Linked DNA regions of Zea mays: regions 2, 3 and 4 are each linked to region 1. A link is a contact called in public Hi-C data. All regions are on one chromosome and are shown on one strand. The core of a region is the stretch at or near the end of the contact, and the rest is flanking DNA. Distances in the headings are between cores, read along the strand shown.

Region 1 (4,148 bases), core at 1,190-3,689:
ATTGATGGCTTTGTCTTCTCCTTATTCGTCATTAGCAAAAGATTGGAGGAGGTGAAACCCACCGCACGAAATGCTTGTATGGTCGTCTCTCTCTACAAGTCATTAAAAAACATGTATGTTACATCAAACTTATTAGGATCATCTATCACTAAAAGAAAAGACATCATTTATGGTCCTAAATAGGTTGATAACACCAACTTATTAATAATTTAATAACATATAAAAAACTCTAGTGTTATTAGCGTGATTAACTGGATTAGTTTAAAAATCCATAATGTTATTTTTAAAAAGAAATTAAAATAAAAAACCACTTTAAATAGTGTCGATATGATTCAAACGCATAGCGTCTTAGCGCGTGATTGGTTAACTGCTCCGCGGGTACAGCTGCACCTGCGGATCATTAAAGCACTGTGTGTTCGGTAACAAGCTCTACGCATGTAGATCAATGTGATGTAAATCAGAGCACGCATGCAGGCCGCGCCTGTCGTCATAGTTGATTAGTTGCCCAAATGGAGATGCACGAATTTCGAGATGCTTTTTTAGTATGTTTTTCTTATACCTTTTAATTAAAAGATTTAATCATCGAACCGATTTCATATTTATGTTTCTGATATTTTTACGAATAAAATTAGACCATACATGGTGTATAATCTTTGAACATTTATTTATATGGTCTTCTCTAGTACACGTCTGACACAAACAACCAAACACTAGTTGTATTTGATCTGAATATACCAATACAAACAACCAAACAAAAACCTATGCACAAAGAGCCAAACTGCTCAAATACGAGCCAGGCTACCGGCCTACCGCTGTACAGCAACCAATCACACGGATATAGTAATACATATAGTACAACACTGCGGTATTTGGTTGCATTGTGTGCATGTCATTCAATCGGTTGTCCAAAATAAACACGTACGTACACGTGAGGTTTGATCAATCTTTTTCATGTGGGTCTGCGATGCAAGTGGTGATGGAGGCGATATCTTATCTGTATATGCTGAGGTACCTCTATAAAAATCGAAATACCGTAAGGCCGTTGTCCGGTGTGTTGCGTGTCGGTGAAAACCCACAAACTAGTTGTGGGGCGAGCCGCGAGCAGCAACCAGCGCTACCGTCCTGTTGTTGTGGGGCTTGGTTGATGATCTTGCACTTAGGGATGGCAACGGGTAAAATATCCGCGCATATTGTCTCTGGACATCCATATCCACGACTTATATCTAATATTCGAACCCTACCCGTTACCCGCCATAGATAACAAACAGTATCCACATCCGTTACCCGCGAGTAACGTATATCCGCGGATATATCTGTTTGCCCACTAGACATACAAAATATTTAAATCCAGCAAATTCAAATATGATATCATATTTGTCCAGCAAATTTAAATATGATCTTGTTGAGTGCCACCACTAGGGGTTTCCATGGCAGCGGTAACGCATTGAATTAATAAAAGTAACAATCAACAAGTCGTTGAATCTGAAATAATCTGTAATTGCATTTGGGTGAGAAAAACAATCAACAAGTCGTTGCATCTAGAATAACCTGTACTTTACACCAGGACAGCCGCGCAGGAGCCGGGGACCGAGGGAAGGTAGCACGCGCAGGGACTGAGGGGAGCAGGCCGCAGGAGCGCTGCAACTGGGCACAGAGCGCAGGCGCGCGGGGAGTCAGCGATGCAGGGAGCCAGGGACTGAGGATGAGCTGCGCAGGGAGTCAACGATGCAGGGACTGAGGACGAGCTGGAGATCTGCGCTCTGTGCCCGGGAGCCGCGCAGGAGCCAGGGACCCGGACCGATAGGGGGCAGTGGCTGCGGGAGTCTGGGAGAGGTGAGATGGAGTGTGCGGCGGCGGTAGGAGTGGGCGACGGCGGTAGGAGTGGGCGAGTGGGAGAGGACAGAGGAGAAGAGAATGAGACCGGAGAATGGACTGGCGGAGCGAGGGCTTCGCTGGATTGCTGGAAGCCTGGAGATTGGAGAACGCTTGTGGCCTTGTGGGCTATGGCCCGTGGGCCTGCGGGACTGGTGTAATTTTGACGGATATTCGGGTAATTGAGTATGGATATTGATTTTTTGTATTCGTTTTAAAAATATCCACGGATATCAAGTGCTACCCGTATCCATATTCATGGATACAGACTTGTACCCAAAATCATGCCCAACGGGTTTTTTATCCACGGGTACGCGGATAAATGACATTCATTGCCATCCCTGCTTGCACTTACACGCCCATAATCCTTCTCGCTTGTTGGACACCGTCGGTCACCATTGTTGGACAAGGCCTTGCAGTCAAGCGGGCCGTGGGAAGCTTTCCCTGGGCCGTCGGGATTTATGCCATCTGCAAGTGAAGCCCGCTAAGAATTCGCATGGCCCAGAGCCCCATACGCACTCAAGCCTGAACTGAATGGCTCCTTCCAGTTGCTCACTGCCTGTTGATGCCTCCTGCCCTAAATCCTGAAGAACTAGGCATCAGCTGTTCAGCGCGCACACACGTGACGCGTCCCGGTGCTGTACTTCCGGCGAACGGAGAAAAGCATGACACATAGGGTCGGTTTGTTTCAGCTTATAGATTATATAATCTGGATTATAATCTAAATTATATAATTTAGATATATTATAATCTCTATATGTAGTTATTTGATAGTTTAGATTATACAAATGTAGATTATTCACAAAGACAACAATATTATTATTGTTTATTTGAGGTAAGAAAAGAATGATAGCATATATTGTAATTTCTATTTCCATTACCATGAATAGTGGATCTTTTGTCAAAATAATCTCAAATAAACTAGTCTTGAGAAGATTATGAGATTATCATAATCTGGAGTTTAGATTATATAATCTAAATCCATAATCTATATGTTCGTTTAACTATTGATTATTTGTACTGTATTATATAAGGCATGTTTGGTTCACTACCTCAGTTGCCACATTTTGCCTAACTTTTCTGCCTAAGGTTAGTTATTCAATTCGAACGACTAACTTTAGATAAAGTGTGGCACATTTAGCCACAAACCAAACAGGCCCATAATCTGGAGAGATTATAATCTAAAACAAACAGTGCCATACTACTATCGTCTAACGTTCTTTCCGGCTCTGCTAGCGGCCGGAGAGGAGAGCGACGTGGCGAGCTTGCACAGAGGGCTGCGCGGCGCCGGCGAGCTCTCGGCGAACGCCGGGAGTGTGTGCACGACCAGGGCATAGGGCGTAGCGACGAGCGCCGAGCGGGCGTGGTGAGCTCGCGACCGGTCGGGGAGCGGGCGCAAACGCGGCGGAGTGTTAGCACACCACTGATGCTAGGGAACTGGCACTCAGGGAGTTGCCTTGAGTAGGAAGAAGGGGAACGAGTTACAGGGTTCAGATTACAATAATAAGTATTTTTCTCTAGCGCAAACGCGGCGGAGGGCGGCGCGGGATCTCCCTGCCGGCACGACCAGCGATGCAGCGAGCTCACATCACAGCGAGCGTGTACGGCAGGGAGGTGCGGATGGTGGCGAGGAGGGCGACGAGGCGAGCGTGCGCGGCCTGCACACAGAGGGCGGTGCGGCGAGCAGGCAGCCGGCGTAGCGAGCGACGAGGCTCGCTCGCTCGCAGCGCGGTACGTGAGCGTGCCAGGCTGAGGTGGAGGGCGGCGCCGGCGCGAAACGCGGCAAGCTGGCCGGCCGGCGGCCGCCACCGCGGTGAAGCCGAAAGAGGCCCGCAACTCGCGCCTATGCGCCGGTTGTCAAGGTGTATATCCCTGCTCCGCGCCGTGTTTCTACGGTACCTCCATGCATCTCCGATCCACCTTGTCGCAACGCATGACCTTGCGTTGCGAGCCTGCACTGCACTGCACGCACGAGAACGGCCCCCATGGCGACGCGCTCACATGGCCTTCCGCCAACCACTAGTGTTGACTTGAACAAAAACACATTAAAAAAGAAAAGAGGATCGCTTCGTCAGATCAGAATCAGACAGAGCGCCTCGATCTCCAATCAAAAGACCAGACTCCAGAGCACCTCCGGACTAAAACAAAAAAACAAATTACAAATACGCCTCCTCCTCCGGATGCGTACTTGCGAGGCCAAATCAAAGATATCCTATTGTTCGTTCGGGCCGGCTCATCTCCCTGTCTGTCGGTGACATCATCTGGTCTGGGATTAA
Region 2 (3,927 bases), core at 446-2,945, 330 kb before region 1:
AGCTACAGATCTTAAATTCTCGGTGATATTTAAGAAGATATGGGACATCAAGGCATGGAGAACCAGTTGAAGGAAAAAACTTTGGTCAAAAAAATGCAAAATCTGAATTGGCTATCACTTCATCATATCCTGAATTCTAAAATCAGATAAAGTTTAATATTGAATATGGAAATGTCGATACCAAAGCAAAGGGACTTTGACTTACAGGATTGCCATGAAAAAAAACATTTGCACATGTTTGTATATTTAGTCAAACCTAATAGAGAAGCACTTGAGTGGTAGCAACTTCATGTGACAGACCTAGGCATTCCATATTATACGTTTTAATGTTCAGCTCATTATCAGAAATTAGGAATCAAAATTCAAATCATATTAGTGTGATGTACAACGTTATCTCAACTAACACTACATCCAGTGATTCAAAGTCCACAAGTACCACATAAATGTCATATTTTCACAAGCTATTAGATGTGTGTCCCAGTTCCAAAGCACCAATACATGTCATTCAGACATCCAAATTGTGAAACTTAAATCTCTGTTTCTGAAGCCCTTCAAACTAGCCTCAGTGAAGTTAAAAATTCTGTAGTTTGGTTGATTGTGGAGTTAGGAATGAGTTCAAAGATATCAGTGCATTCTTAGCCACCGTTGACATCCTGCCAAAAATCCTTGTCCAGTGACCGTTCAAGCAAGATTAACAGAATTACAGAATTATTCAAATCCTATGTAAGAACTAATTATGTCCTGGTAAGCTTGTCCATGTAATAAGAATTAAAAAATTCCTTCCATCAAAGCGTCCATCATGTAAAATTTCTGACATGTAAAATCTCGTATGTCCTTTCATGTGTTTTGATTATTCTCTCTTTTTTTACGATGGATGTGAACCTCTTTTTATGTCAGGAATAATCTGTATATACCTTGTTCTCCCTGAGGCAAGCGGTGTGCATGACGACGAGAGGCGGCACAACGTCGGCGACAACGGGCGGCCTGGACTCCATGACGAGGCATCGGGCGCCGACGGCCACGGTGTGCATGACGGCCAGCGGAGGGCACCGCTCGCTGGGCGGGGAAATGCGTTCAACGCGGATTTCTCGCGCCCACGCCGCCATGGTCAGGCCCGCGCTCGCCTCGCCCTTGGGCCACACCTCCACCTCTCCGATTGAGGTGTTCACGTAATAAACCATCGACTTGAACATTCTCTCCAGATCCAGCAAAAAAACAAGCAGATCCAAAACGGATCAAGCAGATCCGCAGGGTCAAGGGTTCGTTCTGGACGTCCAAAACAAGGGCCCTGGTTCTCAAGGTAGATCTGCAAGCCTTGCAGGTCGGTTCTTATGAATCGTCCGAAACAGCAAAAAAAAACACACAAAAACAACTGATAGGGGGGAAGCCAGGTAGATGTGTTTGTGTGTGGTCTTAATCAACGATGTTTAAGATCGTGTTCGAATTCTTCACTGTCTCTGACAGACTTTGTGCGTCAGGTGAAGATTCGCAGGGTGGCTCGCTCAAATCTAGGGCAGTTCGTGCGCCACCGCGTCTACGGCGGCCGAGTTGGGGAGGTGGGAAGGGGAGGAGAGGAATGTGAACTGTGAAGTCGGGAGAGGCGTGAAACCCTAGCTTTTGATGGGATTGCAGCACCGAGCTGGAGAGCGCATGGATTTATTTTGGCAGGTGGAGGGGGATGGGGCATGGGGGTTGCGGCAGGCACGGGAGAGGGCGTGGGCGGATAGGGATAGCCGGATATAGGCATGGGCAAAAAGAACCGGAACTGAGGAACCGAACCGAAATAACCGAGAACCGAAACTGAACTAATCGAACCGAAGGAACTGTTATGAAATTCGGTTCTGGTCTTTTGAGAACCAAAATAAATGAGATATTTTCGGTTCTGCACTCCAAAGAACCGAAAAACCAAAAGTATTAGATTCAATTTGTTACATGTGTTTGTAACTTCGGATGTTGTTTTATCGACTTATGTTGAACCTCTAATCATCCATGTATTATCTATGAAATTATGGTCATTGTGCACTTGTGGTTGTTTGTGGGAAGATGTTGCTGAAATTTCTCATAAAAGTTGTCGTTATTCAGAATTTTAGAGTGATTGTACAGTTCGGTTAGAACCGAGGAACCAAACCGAAGAACCGAGAATCGAACTAGTCGGTTCTGGTTTCTTTATCTTTTTATTTCGGTTCTAGTTTTTGAAGAACCGAGAAACCGAACCGAAGTACCAAACGCCTAGTCCTAGCCGGATAGCTTGCTCCGTTTGTATTATCGCCTGGCAACTGCTGTCGCCGTGCTTTTTTTATTTATCGCATTTTAAAATAAATTAACTGAGTGACAAATATTTTAGGACATAGTTAGTATTATAAATTTATGTGTGTTTTTACATTTTTTATTTTGTATTAATAAAAATTGTACTATAATCACTTTTATAATAATCATGTAATTAAATTATTGAAGTTGTAAAAATAATATTTTATAAATTTATTATTTACTCCATTAATATATTAAATTTAAATTTTAATTCGTTTTGTGTTAAAAGGTACAAACAGTCTAATTTTTTATATCTTAGTAAATAAGATAAATTAGAACCTAAATTTTATATATCAGTAAAATAAATAATTAAGTATATCTGAAATACTCTTTGAAATTCGAAATAGTTTAATTATACAATGGCGGTATGAAAAACTTGACAGTTGTAGATTTTTTCTTCTAATTTTTCATTTACGCCTCCTCCATGGCAAAATAGTTTAGTTCTAGGAACGTGTGGTGGGCGGGAGGGTGTTTGACCGCTTTTTTACAAAGCAATGTTACTAGAGAATGAGAGAGATCGATCGTTTTTTCTCCATAATTCTTGCTAAGTGGTTATCCAAAAAATAGATGTTTTAATCACATAATAAAAGATTTTCTAAGACCATTTGCATTAACAGGGTCGTACCTGAGGGGTACAGAGGGTGTGGCCGCACCGGCCCCCAAAAACAGAGGCCTCCTCCCTAGCCACGGGATGCTAGCACTTTTTTTTGTTAAATCTATCTATCCTAGACACATACGTAAAGAGCGATGTGCTATCGACCAGTCTCGTTTAGATTGTTAAACTAATGTCTCAATTACTTATCGAATACTCCATCCGTTCTAAAATAGTATTTGTTTTATCTCTTGATTTTTATGTTTATATTCAACTAGATGATGATGAATCCACTGAAGAAGCAAAACGAATTCTATTTTGATATAGAGAGAGTATTATTTACTATACACATGATGGTTGCATCGGTGGATGGAAGCTTTTTAAAATTAAAATATTTTTGTGAACTATTTAAGGTCAACAATAACTCAAGAGAGGTTAAATGGTTTGGCGATTCTATGTGTCGAAAAGAAATTATTGGATGAGGTTGATCTAATAATATAATCGTTGATTTTGTATCACAAAATATTAGAAGATGTTTTTAATGATATCAAATAATAAGTAAGTGCTTTTGGCTATATTTTACATTTGTCATCTTATAAACTCTAAAACAGCATAATAATTTTATACGTCAAATACTCAATTATATATATACTAGTCGGTTACCCGTACTTTGCGATGGCTCACAGCGATACCCACATAAATTATCCACCAAAAAGATCTCAAGATTTTTTATTGATTGTCTCCGCTCTTCGCATAATATTTTTTTTATGAACGCACGGGTACCATATGCAGCAAATCAGAGACCCTCATCTCTCGTTTCTCCCACTTTCAAGGTTTCATAGAGCAGGAGGGGAAGGGAAGAGGCGGACATGTATGTTCGTTGCCGGAGAAGGACACAACGAATACCTAGGTATCTGGAGGCGACATAGGTAGTGTACCGCTAGATATATAGGGAGAGAGCATGAAAGCGGAGAAAGGAGCCCAGCCGGAGCAGCTCCAAACCGAGAGGCACCCGCACCAGACGTCAA
Region 3 (3,871 bases), core at 413-2,912, 360 kb after region 1:
AGCTGAAAAATATTTAAAATATGGAGGTTAAACACCACGAGTGTCAGATTGTGAAAACAAAACACTTACTCCAAGGCAGTAGACATGTCAGGATCTAACACAGATTTGTGGTGCATAGTTTCTAGCAATGATATATTGTAGAACATTGTGCAAGCTGATATGTGGTATTTATATTTTTGAGAGACTACAAATAAATAAAAAATTTGCAGAGGTGAAAGCAAAAACTATATGGCTTATGCAAAATACCCAAAACGAAATTTCTGTGCAGAAACCAGTCCAAAATCATCAACATCAACAAAGCCTTTTATCCCAAGCAAGTTGGGGTAGGCTAGAGTTAAAAACACAATAGAACCCACAAATCATGATTCAAGCACATGAATAGCCGTTTTCCATGCACTCCTATTCAGGCCTAAATCTTTGGGTATATCAGTCCAAAATCACAATTCTCTAAGCCTAGCAATTGAAGTCGCCCTGTCAGCATTGGTCATGAAGACCTCTCGTATCTATGTCATTTGGGATATCTGTTCATGCATTTTTTTCTGTTGCTGAAGTCACCATTATGTCACAACCATAGTCACAAAGTTCACAGTCCCAAGTCAACTGGATAAAGGAATGTGGTAAGCTACTTGCGAAAGGTTTTCACAAGGAGCAAAATAGATTGTCCCCACATTCCATGGTCAGTAAGATGCGACTTCGACTCTGTTCCCTATGACAATGGTTACAACTTACATCATCATGAAAAAGCCTAGATGATTCGTAAACAATTCAAGGGTTTCCAATGGGTGAAAATGCATTGATTAAGCATGTAATTTGAGTATTTGATAAACAATGATCGATGCATAACTCCTCAAACTGCATTGCAAAACATGTATTCTTCTATGTGGTATTTCAATCCTTGAGTGCAAAATTCCACAAGTAGGGCCTATTTGCATCAGTTAGGGTTAGTTATTAGCTGATATTAAAAATTAGACCAAGGGGTTGGCTAACAACTATTTGGAGACATGGCTAAAAAATTAGCCCACTTATTAGCCTACTGGCTCCTGTTCAAATGAGTTAGGGCTAAAAGTTAGCAAGCCCTATGCATCAAAACAAGCTATTAATCAAACAACCAATTTTCTAATATCTGCATTAAGGAAGTCAGCTAACAATGATCATCAAGAACCATGAGAGCCAAAAAACACAAATCTATCATAATTTCAGTTACCCTGAGTCCCTGACTCCACAAAATCATCTCTTACAACCTATAATAGGGCGTGACATCAAAGGTATAGCCAATGGCAGACCCAGTAAATGAGTAAAGGCACCCAATAACTTTTGGAAATCGAATTTAATAGCAATAATACATATATAAACTTATAAATAGATCGGATCCGAATACAAAAACCCAAATAGATTAAGTTAGGGTTCGGGGGCTCCATTTCACACAGCAGAAAAGGAAGAAAAGGGGTGCATATACCTGGTGGGTGTTGGTCGCCAGCAAAGGATCCGACGAAGAACTGACGAAGGAACCGACGAGGCTAGACTCGAGCACGTAGCGTGGGGCGGCGACGGCGGTTGCTATAGCCAGGAGAGCGTGCGCGCTCGTAGGGTGGACGGGCGAAGAAAAAGAAAGGCGGCGAATGGAACGGGTTCCAAATCCTCTAACGACGACAAGGCTGCTAGGACGATCCAAAGGCAATTCACACAGACACAGTCATGGGGCTCATGGCCTTTCTCATCTCTCTACTATCTGTACCATATAATAAATCATTTGTTTCTATGGTTCTACGGTTATCATGGTCACTCTTTCTCTTTCTACTTTATACAAAAACTAGCAAAATATAAAATAGCTTTATGCAAAAGAAATGCTATCTTCATTCTCAAAATATTTATTACCGATTAGTTATTTTTAAAATAGGACGCGACAAATAAAAAACAAAGAGTAGTAAATAATATAAAAATATAAAGATATATGTGTTTTATTGGTTAGATGGATGTGAATGTGGATTTAAAGATAAAATTGTATAAAAATAAGGATTTAAACGTTGATTGTTGGGTCCACGTTCACACTCATCTAACCAATAAAACATATATGTTGTGTTTTAGTAATACAAAGTCTATCTATATAATATATATGAATCATACAATCTACGAGCATCTAACTAGCATGAGTGAATATATAGGTAAAACCCTTTCACCATTTTTCCACTAGTACAATGTTTATGAGTGTTGCGATGGTATATAAATATTTGATAAAAAGTTTAGCGGACAACAATTATATAAATACGAATTTTTTTCTCTTCCTCGCATATTCTTGCCCCATGTATACTCCACCTTCCTATGTTCTTGCTTGTCCCACGTCTATCCTACTTTTAACTAATCGCTTAGTTGTTCTCCCGCTGTCTCTAGAGGAGTCTACCTTCAACTAATCTCCAATAAGAAGCATTTGTGTGCACTGTGCACCCAGCCAAAAACACGTTTGTTTTTTTATTAAGTTGAAGCTGTTTAAAAAACAATTCTAAAATAGAGTTGTTTTATTTGGGTAGAGCAATTACATAAACTTGAAACGAACATTTGAGCCTTCAGACCGTGTCCAGCACTCACATGGTTATCTAAAATATTGTTTTGTACTGTAAACTGTATTGTTCGTAGACTGTAGTATTTATAAAGTAGAGTTTAAAATAAGAGACAGTATGAATAAGCTGTTGGAGAGATAGTCTTAGTAAGACTCTCTTCAACGACGCACGCTACTCTATCTGTATTGGCTATAGTTTAACATCAGTCCGTTCATCACATGACGCTAAATAGGCTACATTGCAAGAGGGTGACACAGGACACCGCTAGATACAGGGGTGCTATAATCGGCACGCTTGTCTCGGTATAGGCATACGACAGTACTTTCACGTACTTTTTAGTTGAGAAAAATTGACAAGATGATTTTATCGAGGTAATGGGATATATGGGAAAATTTAGAGAGAACCGCTATAGATAATGAAGATATATAGAGAGATAGATAACATGGCATAAAAGTGGGATATAGAAGATGGAATATAGAGGGAACTGTTAAAGATAGTCTAAGAGAGCCAGTTGCACGCATTCCTCTTTGTCTACCGTAGATATCACATCCCTTTTCTGTTATTATCATTCACAAATTAGACGCCATGCAGTGCTAGCTCTCCGTATGCGTTGTTCAACATAGCTCATTAATGAGGTTCTGTTTCAATCTCACGGGATAAACTTTAGCTTTCTACTAAACTTTAGTCATATAAAGTAAAGTGTTAAAGTTTAGTTTCTTAAGGTGTTTGGACTACTCTAATAAAGTTTAGCACATTAAAATAAAAAGACACGTATGCCTCTAATGCGGAGAGAGAATGAGGTTGAAGGGTATGGGGTGAAAATAGGGTTCTCTGGCCCACGTTTAGCTCTTTTTAGCATCCCTTGAGTAGCTTATGAGATAATAGATGTTAAATTTTATCACACCACCATTAGCTCTTCTGTTTAGATCACTAAATGGCTAAAAGTAACTAAAAAAGCTGCTAAATTCATGTTTCAAAACCTTGTTGCTGCTGATATTGATAACATATAACATAGTTAGAAATGACTGAACGCATACTAAAAATTCCTATACATATATTCAATTATTCGTCCATGGAAGAAACAGTCGTCGTGGAGAAAGAAAACAAAGATCGTCGCCCATCATCATGTCCACGCATTTTGTACCTGGAGCCGTCGATCGACTATATATATTCTGCGCTGGAATCTCGATCGATCGACTCCGTCAGTTGTCTGGCCTAGGGAAACGATAATCTTGCATTGCGGTGCCGGGAGCCTGGGAACATAAATATAAGGAACAATTGGATCTATACCATTAAAAGATCCAAACTTTAGATAT
Region 4 (3,914 bases), core at 869-3,368, 300 kb after region 1:
TCTCCCAAGTCACTAATCACTAATGATCTCTTTTCTCAATGGTGAAACTTGGAGAGATGGAGGCTTTGAATGTGTCTTGGAATGGATTGCTAGCTCTTGTATTGAATGTTGAAGGTTGGAATGCTTGGTTGTGTGAATGGAGGTGGTTGGGGTTGTATTTATAGCCACCAACCACTTCCTAGCCGTTACTCCATTCTGCTGAGCGCGGACGGTCCGCCCGCCAGGTCCGGACGGTCCGCCCCTGTAGATCAACGGCTGAAAAATGCAACAGTCAGCAGTAACGGCTATATCAACGGCTATATTGCATTTAATGCATCGTCAGATGTCAGACAGACCCAGTCGCGGACGGTCCGGTCGTGCACCCCGGACGGTCCGCGAGGCCGCTATAATTCATTCTTCCGAACCCGTCACCTTCGGGTTTTTCGGATCCTTGCCTACCGGACGGTCCGCGCCTAAGGCCGGACGGTCCGCGCCTGAGGCCGGACGGTCCGAGCGAGGTCTCAGACGGTCCGCGCTTATCCTCCGGACGGTCCATAGTGCAGACTCGGATTTTTGCATTGGTTCTGTCCGAAGATTATCCTGGTGTCGCGGACGGTCCGCCGCAAGGGCCCGGACGGTCCGCGCTTGGCCTGTTTTTCCAAAAAGCTTCTCCTGTCCAGAATAATCTACGGTATTCCGGACAGTCGATTTAGTATAGTTGTAGATGAACCTTTGGCACCTGTAGAACATATAATCTAGAGCAAACTAGTCAGTCCAATAATTTGTGTTGGGCAATTCAACCACCAAAATCAATTAGGAAATAGGTGTACGCCTAATTCCCTTTCACCTCATCGCGGAGTAGATCGACATAGTTGTGGATCTCATCGACCGAAGCCTCGACGAAGGGCCGCCATGACTCGAAGGTTGCAGAAACCGATGCTAGGGCCCCGAGTCGCGTTGGAGGCACCACCTCGATGTCATCTATGCGCTCGGTCGTCGCGGCGACTTGGGCGTCGAGATCCGCGCGGATCGACGCTGGGCTCGTGACGGCGAGACTGGCCTCCAGATGTTGTAGGGACGTGGAGTTCCGAGCGACGGTGGACTCGAGTGTGGACTAGCGTGCGTCCTACGCAGATAGGCGGTCACAGATGTCTCGGAGAAGCTTGGACTATTCCTGGATCGCCATCTTCAGGTTGAGCTCCATGGATCCGGAGTCCTTCGCGCGGCGCGTGTAGTAGGCGTGCGCCAGCCCTAGATCGGTGTCTCCGATACCAATTGTTAGGCTCCCACAAGCACCGGATCTGGATAATGAGGGAAATCAGCAGAAGAATGGTTTTGGAGAAAGAAGGGGATGGAATACGGGGAGAAGATAGTTGTCGATATATTTCTCAGCATAATTCTCACCGTTCACTGTTCACAACGTTTAAGTATCAGCTATTACAAAGCCCACGACCCATTATGCCACCTAATCTTCTCCTAGGAATATAGCATTGGGCTTTTGTTGCAGCGATCTAGCACTAGATCAGTAGCATCTGCCGTTGGCTTCTGCTTCTCAGACGCACGACTTCTTTGGGATGCTGACACGACGTGTCGCCCCGCCTGTGGTGGTGACGCGGGAGAGCCCAAACGGGATGCGCCTATGAGCGGGCGGCGCTCAGGTCGCCGGCCAGGGAGGGAGCTGGTGAGGTGCTCCGTGTGGCCGAGCGGGCGACGGATTGGGAGAAGAAACGTTGGCAAATTTTCGCACTAGAGCACAAATTTTTGGCTTGCGGGAAAATCGGGGAGACATTGGCAATTTTGCTACTATGATTTACGGTATTCGCCAGTATGTCATCGGACCTATAAATTATAGACATAGATGGTCCTACCAGTTATAGACACGAGATAGCATAATAACAGACAACCAAAATTGAGAGTGGCAAAATCACAAATTTCTCAAAATCGGGTGAGTTGATAGGGCTCGGTTGGACGGTTGTTTTTCAATTAGAGATGCTCTAGTATGAAAAGGACTACCTCTGGCCCGGGCGAAGTCGACTGCTTAACTCAATGGGCCGTGCATCTTCGGTAATCTTTGTTTTTGGGGGGAATGCAGAGCCCTTATTCTTGGTTGGGCCACGGCCTCAACACCCAGCCGCCGCCGCCCGGCAGTTCCGTCTCCCTTCTTCGCCTTCTCAGTCAAGCTAAAACCTCGCTCGCCTCGTCCAGTCAGACATGGCATGAAACCCTAGGGCGCCCGCCTCCCCTCCGCAATTTGCCATTGCGCTCCGCGATGCAGGCATCCGCGCGCCTCTCCTACTCCGTGGCCTCCAGGAAAGGTGAGTAAAGCTAGTAATCAAGCCTATTTCGCCCCGCGCCTCCCGTGTTCGATCCAAGCTCTGGGTTTTGGCCGCGGTGCAGACATTGATGTGATATTATTTGCCTAATATGTTCCCTCTTTCCAGTGATCGCGGGTGTCTCTATCGCGCCCCCACGGTCGTGCTATCGGACCTCCCGAGGGAAGGCGCATGCGGCGCCGCTGCCTGCGCAGGAGCCGCCACCGAAGGGGCTGAAGAGGATTACAAAGCAGGAGCGGAGGGTTCGAATAGTGGAATTTGTTGAGAAGTAGGTTACTTTTTTTTCACTGTATTTTCTGGTTGTAGAGTTTATCTTTTTGGGTCATAGGTAGCAATTGTGTAGCTTTCGGCTTATTAGCACTTCTGTTTGGCTCTCGAGCTTAGTAATAGACACTTAGTGTGCGTTTGGTTGGGCTGTGAACTATGAAAACATAGCTGTGAGTTGTCTGCTGTGAAAAAACTGTTGTGAGCAAATAAAGCTGAAACTCGTTTGGTTCAAACTGTTGTTAGTTCTCCACTGTAAACAAAATGTATATTGTTTATATGCAATTTGTTTAACTATATTTCTTAATCAATATATTTAATTAAAACCTATTTCACATTTGTGTTCATGATTGTTTTACAAATAAATCAATTTTACAATTCCATTTTTCATCTTTTTATTAAAAATATTTTTTATCTTATTTATTATAACTTAATTGTTTTTAATCATATTTTAGTTTCTATTTGCTACATCTGCTCTGCTTATTAATATAGCGAACTTGGATAAGCAGTAAAAGCAGAGTCCAAGCGACTTTCAAATGTGTACTACAGAAAAGTTGTCTTTTCAAAGTAGCTGCAGAAAAGCTGAACCCTTTTGGTTCGGTTTCTGCTTTTTTTAAGCAGAAGCAGCATTAAGGTTGACATTTGAGATTTAGAAATTAGAAATGTGGCAGAACTCATTCACATCTGTAGGTTTCTGATAAAGATTGGTAACTATGTCTAGGAGTTATAAAAACGTTTTTTTTTCCTGGTTAGCGTTTTTTCCTGGTTAGTTAGTTATTCGTGTGACTCTTAAACCTTGTGTTTCTATTTAGTGCAGTTATAGGGCTTCAAACGAAGGCAAGTTTCCTACTGTAAAAAATATCTGTCAGCAAATTGGAGGTGGTTACTATGCAGTGCGTGAGTTACTTCAAGAAATGAAATATAATCATGCAAAATTACCACTGGGTAATGCTAAGGCAGCTCCACTTCAAACAACAGTTGAAGTCACTGAACACCCCATGCCTAAGGATGAAGCTAGAGTGGTTGAAAGTCAAGGAATACTAGAAGTTTCTGAGCACTCCATGGCCAAGGATGATGCTGAAGTGGCTCAACCTCAAGGAACAGCTGAAGTTTTTGAGCACTTCTTATCTAAAGATGAAGGTAAGGTGGCTCAGTGTCAAGGAACGTTTCACTTTCCTGAGCACTCAAGACCTAAGGATGACAGTGGAAAGACTGCTCGACATGATATGGACACTTCAGAAACCTGTAAGACTGCAGATGCCCCAGCTTTATCTGATCTAACAGAGAATGAGGGAATTTTATCTGACCAAACAGAGAGTGAGGTAATGAAGGACCTAA

Evidence for each region. Hi-C and Micro-C count contacts between places; a contact is called where the count stands out from the background.
Region 2: a contact with region 1 is called in a Hi-C map of tassel, with 5 times the contacts expected there. The contact joins the promoter of LOC100383723 here to the enhancer-like site in region 1. A contact is called at or near these places in 3 of 25 Hi-C or Micro-C datasets (ear, leaf and tassel).
Region 3: a Hi-C map of tassel shows a contact between it and region 1, with 2.8 times the contacts expected there. The contact joins the promoter of LOC100274004 here to the enhancer-like site in region 1. A contact is called at or near these places in 2 of 25 Hi-C or Micro-C datasets (ear and tassel).
Region 4: a contact with region 1 is called in a Hi-C map of tassel, with 3 times the contacts expected there. The contact joins the promoter of LOC100276558 here to the enhancer-like site in region 1. A contact is called at or near these places in 6 of 25 Hi-C or Micro-C datasets (bundle sheath, ear, endosperm and 2 more).

The regions. Positions count from the first base shown.
Region 1 is chr4:151,558,867-151,563,014 of Zm-B73-REFERENCE-NAM-5.0, reverse strand. No RefSeq gene overlaps it. Among protein-coding and RNA genes, the nearest start is that of LOC109939235, 67 kb to the right of the region's middle. Within about 2 kb of position 2,439, at least 20 of the 20 cell types and tissues checked have an H3K27ac peak or open chromatin away from gene starts, as enhancers often do. A contact at or near this core is called in bundle sheath, ear, endosperm and 2 more, where this site is marked.
Region 2 is chr4:151,891,204-151,895,130 of Zm-B73-REFERENCE-NAM-5.0, reverse strand. It overlaps LOC100383723, which reads right to left and starts at 1,695. Exons shown (of 16, transcript NM_001321632.1): 1 at 915-1,695. The coding sequence starts at 1,193.
Region 3 is chr4:151,193,672-151,197,542 of Zm-B73-REFERENCE-NAM-5.0, reverse strand. It overlaps LOC100274004, which reads right to left and starts at 1,662. Exons shown (of 6, transcript NM_001148389.1): 1 at 1,457-1,662.
Region 4 is chr4:151,258,707-151,262,620 of Zm-B73-REFERENCE-NAM-5.0, reverse strand. It overlaps LOC100276558, which reads left to right and starts at 2,118. Exons shown (of 6, transcript NM_001150318.2): 1 at 2,118-2,294; 2 at 2,421-2,580; 3 at 3,394-3,413; 4 at 3,555-3,898. The coding sequence starts at 2,249. It also overlaps the pseudogene LOC118477077.